2 separate regions of the Mus musculus genome follow, and region 2 is linked to region 1. A link is a contact called in public Micro-C data. All regions are on one chromosome and are shown on one strand. Each heading gives the region's core, a stretch centred on a gene start, on an enhancer-like site or on the middle of the called end of the contact. The rest is flanking DNA. Distances are from core to core; before and after follow the strand shown.

Evidence for each region. A called contact is a pair of places that touch in the nucleus more often than the background predicts.
Region 2: a Micro-C map of the G1E-ER4 cell line shows a contact between it and region 1. The contact joins two enhancer-like sites. A contact is called at or near these places in 2 of 39 promoter capture datasets (maxillary cranial neural crest and second pharyngeal arch cranial neural crest), 2 of 15 datasets of contacts at CTCF or cohesin (the NIH/3T3 cell line and large pre-B cells), 30 of 484 Hi-C or Micro-C datasets (the AML12 cell line, CD4 T cells, the G1E-ER4 cell line and 22 more) and 6 of 115 datasets of contacts at active chromatin or transcription factors (the HPC-7 cell line, the NIH/3T3 cell line, a beta-TC-6 cell line and 3 more).

Annotation. Positions count from the first base shown.
Region 1 is chr1:170,608,651-170,611,671 of GRCm38.p6, forward strand. No RefSeq gene overlaps it. Among named protein-coding and RNA genes, the nearest start is that of Nos1ap, 20 kb to the left of the region's middle. Within about 2 kb of position 1,556, at least 29 of the 459 cell types and tissues checked have an H3K27ac peak or open chromatin away from gene starts, as enhancers often do. A contact at or near this core is called in the G1E-ER4 cell line and hematopoietic stem and progenitor cells, where this site is marked.
Region 2 is chr1:170,844,628-170,847,648 of GRCm38.p6, forward strand. All of the region lies in intron 4 of Atf6 (activating transcription factor 6), which reads right to left. Among named protein-coding and RNA genes, the nearest start is that of Gm29733, 4.8 kb to the right of the region's middle. Within about 2 kb of position 1,509, at least 100 of the 459 cell types and tissues checked have an H3K27ac peak or open chromatin away from gene starts, as enhancers often do. A contact at or near this core is called in the G1E-ER4 cell line and hematopoietic stem and progenitor cells, where this site is marked.

The DNA.
Region 1 (3,021 bases), core at 306-2,805:
CTTTTGCTCTACCAGCTGAGTCCTGTTCAGTTGTCCAGTGAGCTCTTGGGCCTTTCCCAAATTAACTCCAGGACCTTAAGCATAGAGGTTTAGGAGGACATGAGCCAGGCTTCACGCCTCTCCTGAACTCAGACCTCTGTCCTATGACTATACATCTCTGGCCAGAAAGGAAGAGCACTCCACAAAGGCCTTCCCTCTCCTGTTACAGCCGTTAGAGAGAAAGAGAAAGGAAAATGTTGTTCCTCATTTTGAGATCATACAGAAAAAATGATAAAGTCTAACTTGTCCATGGGATTGTTTCTGCATTTGCTCATGTAGAGATACTCACTAGATATACTGTACACAAATATAGTTATAGACATATACAATGGAGAGACAAGCAGACAGACAGACAGACACACATGCACACACACACACATGACTCCAACAGCAAATATCTATAAGAAGATAAATGTAATATGTTGTATATACATGATTAATTAACCCTAAAAAGAAAATAATTCCTGGGGCTGGGGAGACCGTTTCTGTTCCAGAGGAGCCAGGTTCAGTTCCCAGCACCCACATGGTGGCTCACAAGCATCTGCAATCCCAGTGCCAGGGGATCTGACTCCTCTTCTGACCTCTGTGACCTCTGACCAGGCATGGGTGGGGTACACTGAAGTACATGCAGGCAAAACAACCTTACACATAAACACAAAACAAAATAATGAGAGAAAAGATAAGAAAATGAAGATAACTCTTAGCTGGGAGTGGGGGTGCAGATCTAACACTCCGGCGCTCAAGAGCAGGAGATAAGAGGATCATTGCAGGTTCAAGAGCAGCCTGCTCTATATAGCAACTTAGGTATGTTTCCAAGCCAGCTAGTGCTGCATGGTGAAGTCCTTTTAGGTGTCCAAAACCTAAAAAAGCATAGAAAGAAAGAAAGAAAGAAAGAAAGAAAGAAAGAAAGAAAGAAAGAAAGAAAGAAAGAAAGAAAGAAAGGAAGGAAGGAAGGAAGGAAGGAAGGAAGGAAGGAAGGAAGGAAGGAAGGAAGGAAGGAAGGAAGGAAGGAAGAAAGAAAGAAAGAAAGAAAGAAAGAAAGAAAGAAAGAAAGAAAGAAAGAAAGAAAGAAAGAAAGAAAGAAAGAAAGAAAGAGGGAGGGAGGGAGGGAGGGAGGGAGGGAGGGAGGAACTCAACACCTGGATAAACCTTGGGGATGCTAGATATTAAACTAGGTACTTGGGTACTTGACAATGGCAAGCAAGCAGCCAGCACCATTTTGGAGCGGGTTAGTCTGTGGCTTCTGGCTGTATCGAAGCATAACACAAGCATCACTTCAAGTGCCTGTCTGTGGTCTGTGGAGAACACATGTTTCTGCTAACCCTGTCAGGACGGAGGGTGTTTGTGGCGAAGAGGCAGAACCCGGGCCAGGAGCACACTGAACTTGCAGAGCTCAAGGGCTGGAGAGTGGGCTGAGTCTGGGGCCTGAGATGGGGAGGACCGCATCTTCTGCCTCTTTGCTTGTTGGAACCACGGTCTTGCACTCACTGCCCCTGGCCCCAACACACAACTGAAGGCCAGATCCTTGGGAGTTTTGTGCCATGCTGGGAGAACTTTAGCAGAGTAGATTTCCTTTCCCCCTTCCTTTCTCCCTCTTGATTAACATGAATCTGATCTTCCAAAGAAGGAAACGGCTGCTAAGATGAATTTTGTTAAGTATATTTTACCAAAATAAATGTTTTAAAACAATGACATCATGCATTACTTATAAGTATGTATCACATTTCTTATCACGTTGTGAGCTCCTAACAGACACTTGCTGTCCAAGGCCCATCATGACTGCATTAGTGGTGCACTTAGATAAGAGGGCCCGCCCAGGACCTGGAGATGGAGCCCAGTGACTGAGTGTTAACCTCATGCATGCAAGAAGGGTCACCCAGACTTTCAGAGATGTATTTTAGGGCTCAGGATGTGGCTCAGTTGACAGAGTGCTTACCAAGCATGTCCCTGGGTTCCAATCCAATTTAAACCTGGCATAGTAGCCCAAGACTGTAACCTAGTCCTGGGAGGTAGAGACAGATAATCATGAGTAAGGTTATCTTCATCTACATAACAAGTCCAAGACCACTGGACCACAAGATCCTTTTTTAGATTGTGCCTCCTACCCCGTGTGCGTACACGCCCCCCCCCCCAAACCAATCAAACAAACAAACCCCAGATGTGGCAATTTGGTAATATAGTCCCAAGGATATCTCTTCCTAGGCCCTGTGACTAGACTTGCCTGTGAGTGACTGTTTCACCTGGTTATTTAACCACAGTATGTAGCTGGGATAGACTGGTATTCTAGGGAGGTATTTGTGGCCTACTGGTTTTCCAGTTACTACTGTTGATTGCCACAAGTGGTAGGAAACCAAACCAGGTAGAAGGAGTTCTCCTGTACAAAATAGAGAACTACAAGCAATATGTGTAGGTCTCCTTCAGCCACACACCACCGCCCCCAGCTTATGACAAAAAGTGATTTCTGCCAGCCAGTTAGAGTACCATACCAGACTGGTGAAGACAGACGCAAGGGTTTAAGCCGCATATAGAGCACTCTTGAGCCTCTTACAACCCCAGTTCTTCAGCACCTGCAGTCACCCATTAGAAGGGGTTCTGGCAACACCTCGGGGTTCTCCAAAACACAGAATGGGAGGAATAATAATTCTGATTCTCTGATACATACCCACTGCTTCTGTCTGTCTTTTAGATCGACTTATGTCCAACCACTTCTTAGAGCATACAAAGTTCTCTTTAATTCATTACCTCGGCTGATCCTCATGAGAAACTTCTGAGGGAGAGGCAATCGTGGTACCCCCCCCACCCCCACCCTCATGTAGACAAGGAAACTGAGGCTCAGGTGGGTTATGAGATTTTCCAAGGTCAGGTAGATGTAACTGTGGGCTCAAGTTTGGAGGCCAGCCCAGCAGGTAGGTAGATGTAATAACAGTGGGGTCAGGGTTGGAGATGAGACACGCCTGTCCACAGGAGCCTGTCCAGGGCTTC
Region 2 (3,021 bases), core at 259-2,758, 240 kb after region 1:
ACAGTCTAAACCCAATGGGAAACAGTAAGTCAACACTAATGTTAACAAGTATCTGGGTGATGGATAGCTTGACAAAGACCCGCACATTCGGGCAGGAGAACAGATTAGCGAGTAAAGGCACTGAGTTCAACCCCCGGAACCCATGTGGTAGAAAGAGTCTGACTTTCACACACTCACTGTGAGCCATCATGAACAACCATACATAAGACACACAAAATAAAAAAGTAAATGTTCATTTTTTTTTTTATTTTTTTATTTTTGGTTTTTCGAGACAGGGTTTCCCTGTATAGCCCTGGCTGTCCTGGAACTCACTTTGTAGACCAGGCTGGCCTCAAACTCAGAAATCTGCCTGCCTCTGCCTCCCGAGTGCTGGGATTAAAGGCGTGCGCCACCACGCCCAGCTTATTATTTTAAGAGCAGTACTTTTCCACGGTTTAAAAGTACCTTCTTCACAAAATACTGGCAACTAGCAAAGGGAGAAAAGAGCAGCTTCTTGGCTGAGAGCCTAGCAGATGCTGTCAGCTGACTGAGGTGAACATCACCAGTAACAGGACCACCTCAAACTGTCATCAAACTGAATCTTATCATCAAAAATAAATGACAAGGTGGAGTGTGGGTGGCCTGCACCTGTAACCTCAGTTCTTGGGAGGTGAAAGCAGGAGAATCAGGAGTTGAAGGCCATTTTCCATTACATAGCAACTTTAAACCAGTTCGAACTAGGTGAGATCCTATCTCAAAAGGCAAAAACAGATCTGGTAGTGGTGACATCCTTACTACTTTAATCCTAGGACTTAGGAGGCAGAGGTGGGTGATCTATATGAGCTGCAAGCCAACCTGGTAAACAGAGCAAGTTCCAAGACAGCCAAACAGCTAAAGCTATACAGAGAAACCCTGTCTCAAAAACCAAGAGAGAGAAAGAGAGAGACAGAGAGACAGAGAGAGAGAGGCTAAAACAAACAAACAAAAGACAGACACAAAACCACTTCTGTGGCATTCCTGCCATAGACACTAAAGCTGACTCCAATCCTGAGGAAACGTCTGGCACTCCAAATGATAAGGTCATTAAAGCACGAAGTCAAGAAGGAAGAATTGTTCCAGAATAAAGAAAATTAAAGCAGAAAGACAACCACATGCAACATAACCTGATGCTTTTGCTGGTCTGAATCTAAGGGGAGCTACATGGGAAATTGCACAATCTAAACCGGGACTGGGTAGTGCGAGTTTTGGTTTCTTTTAACCTCAGTTATGCTACGGAGACATGTTTCTGTTTTAATCCCTGGTGTGGCCTCCTTCAGCTTATCCACAGCAGCAGACTGACTGCCTCGTGCTCCAGCAGGGGCAGGATCTGTGCCCAGTGCAGATAGCTTAATTCTGGGAACTCTTGAGCGAGAGAAAAAAAAAAAAAAGCCAAATGCCAGAGGGGGCTGAGGGAACTCTGAGGGGCAGGGGAACACTAAGGAAGAAGCCTGGCTGTTCGGCTGTACCCCCTGCTGGGTCCTGCTCCTGCTGCTGATGGTTGAGAGGAAAGAGACCAGAAGAAGCTGGACTTCCCGGTAGCGGAAGATTAGACTTGCTTTAGTCAGCAGGAAGTAGTTTAAAGAGACCTAGCCTCCTTTCTCCTCCACCCTTCCTTCTCTACTACCTGGTGATGGGGGGTTGGAAGGAATAAGGGCTGGAAGGGAGAAAGAGGTACATAAAAACCAAATAAAATAGCTAAAACAAATATGCCTACAGGGCTACAGATGAGATTATTGTTATATATCAATGTTTAGTTCCTGGTTTTGGTGGCTGTATTGTTGTTAAAAAAAACATTCTTGTTCATAGGAGGTAGACATTATAGAATTTGGAATTCAGTGGCCAACTGACCCTCAAATGGCTCAGACAAAAATCTCCACAATATATTTGCAAATTTAAGATCATTCCAAATAAAAAGGCAGTGTAAGCAAGAGAACAAGAATAAAAAATTAGCCAGGCGGTGGTAGCGCATGCCTTTAGTCCCAGCACTTGGGAGGCAGAGGTAGGCAGATTTCTGAGTTCAAGGCCAGCCTGGTCTATAGAGTGAGTTCCAAGATAGCCAGGGCTACAGAGAAACCCTGTCTCGAAAAAACAAACAAACAAACAAAACAAAAACAAAAAACAATAAAAAATTAGAGAATGTCTTTCTGAGTGATAAGCTTTTGAGTAACAGGAGGAGGAAGAATAGAAGGAAAGGAGGAAGAGAGGTAAAAGGCAGGAAAAAGGATAAGGACATGGATAAGAGGAAGTGGAGGAAGAGCAGCAGCAACAATAACAGAACTAGTAAGAACAATAATAATAAAATAAATATATGTGCACCTTATATAAATATAAAGAAGAAGAAGAATAACCAGGCTAGGCGTGCTGGTTATTATTTTAATCTCTACACCTAGAAGGCAGAGACAGAAGGATCTCTACAAGTTCAAGGCCAACCTAGTCTCCATAATAAGTTCCAGGCCAGCCAGAGCTACACAGTGAAATCCTGCTGAAAGAAAGAAAGAAAGAAAGAAAGAAAGAAAGAAAGAAAGAAAGAAAGAAAGAAAGAAAGAAAGAAAGAAAGAGAGAGAGAGAGAGAGAGAGAGAGAGAGAGAGAGGGAGGGAGGGAGGGAGGGAGGGAGGGAGGGAGGGAGGGAGGGAGGGAGGGAGGGAGGGAGGGAGGGAGGGAAGGAAGGAAGGAAGGAAGGAAGGAAGGAAGGAAGGAAGGAAGGAAGGAAGGAAGGAAGGAAGGAAGGAAACAACCCAGGCCAGACACAGTGGCACATTCCTGCACTGAAGCCCAGCCTGGGCAACACAGTAAGACTACCTTTAAAAGAACCCTGCAATCCTAGCACTTGGGATGCTGGGGCAGCAGGACCACAAGTCAGAAGTCCCTTTCACTGCTGTACTGGTTTATACTGGTTACTAACTTGACGGGACCTAGAACCACCTTGAAAACAGATTCCTAGGCATAACTGTGAGGCACTTCCTAGTTAGACTCAAGTGGGAAGACCCACACTGAATGTGGGC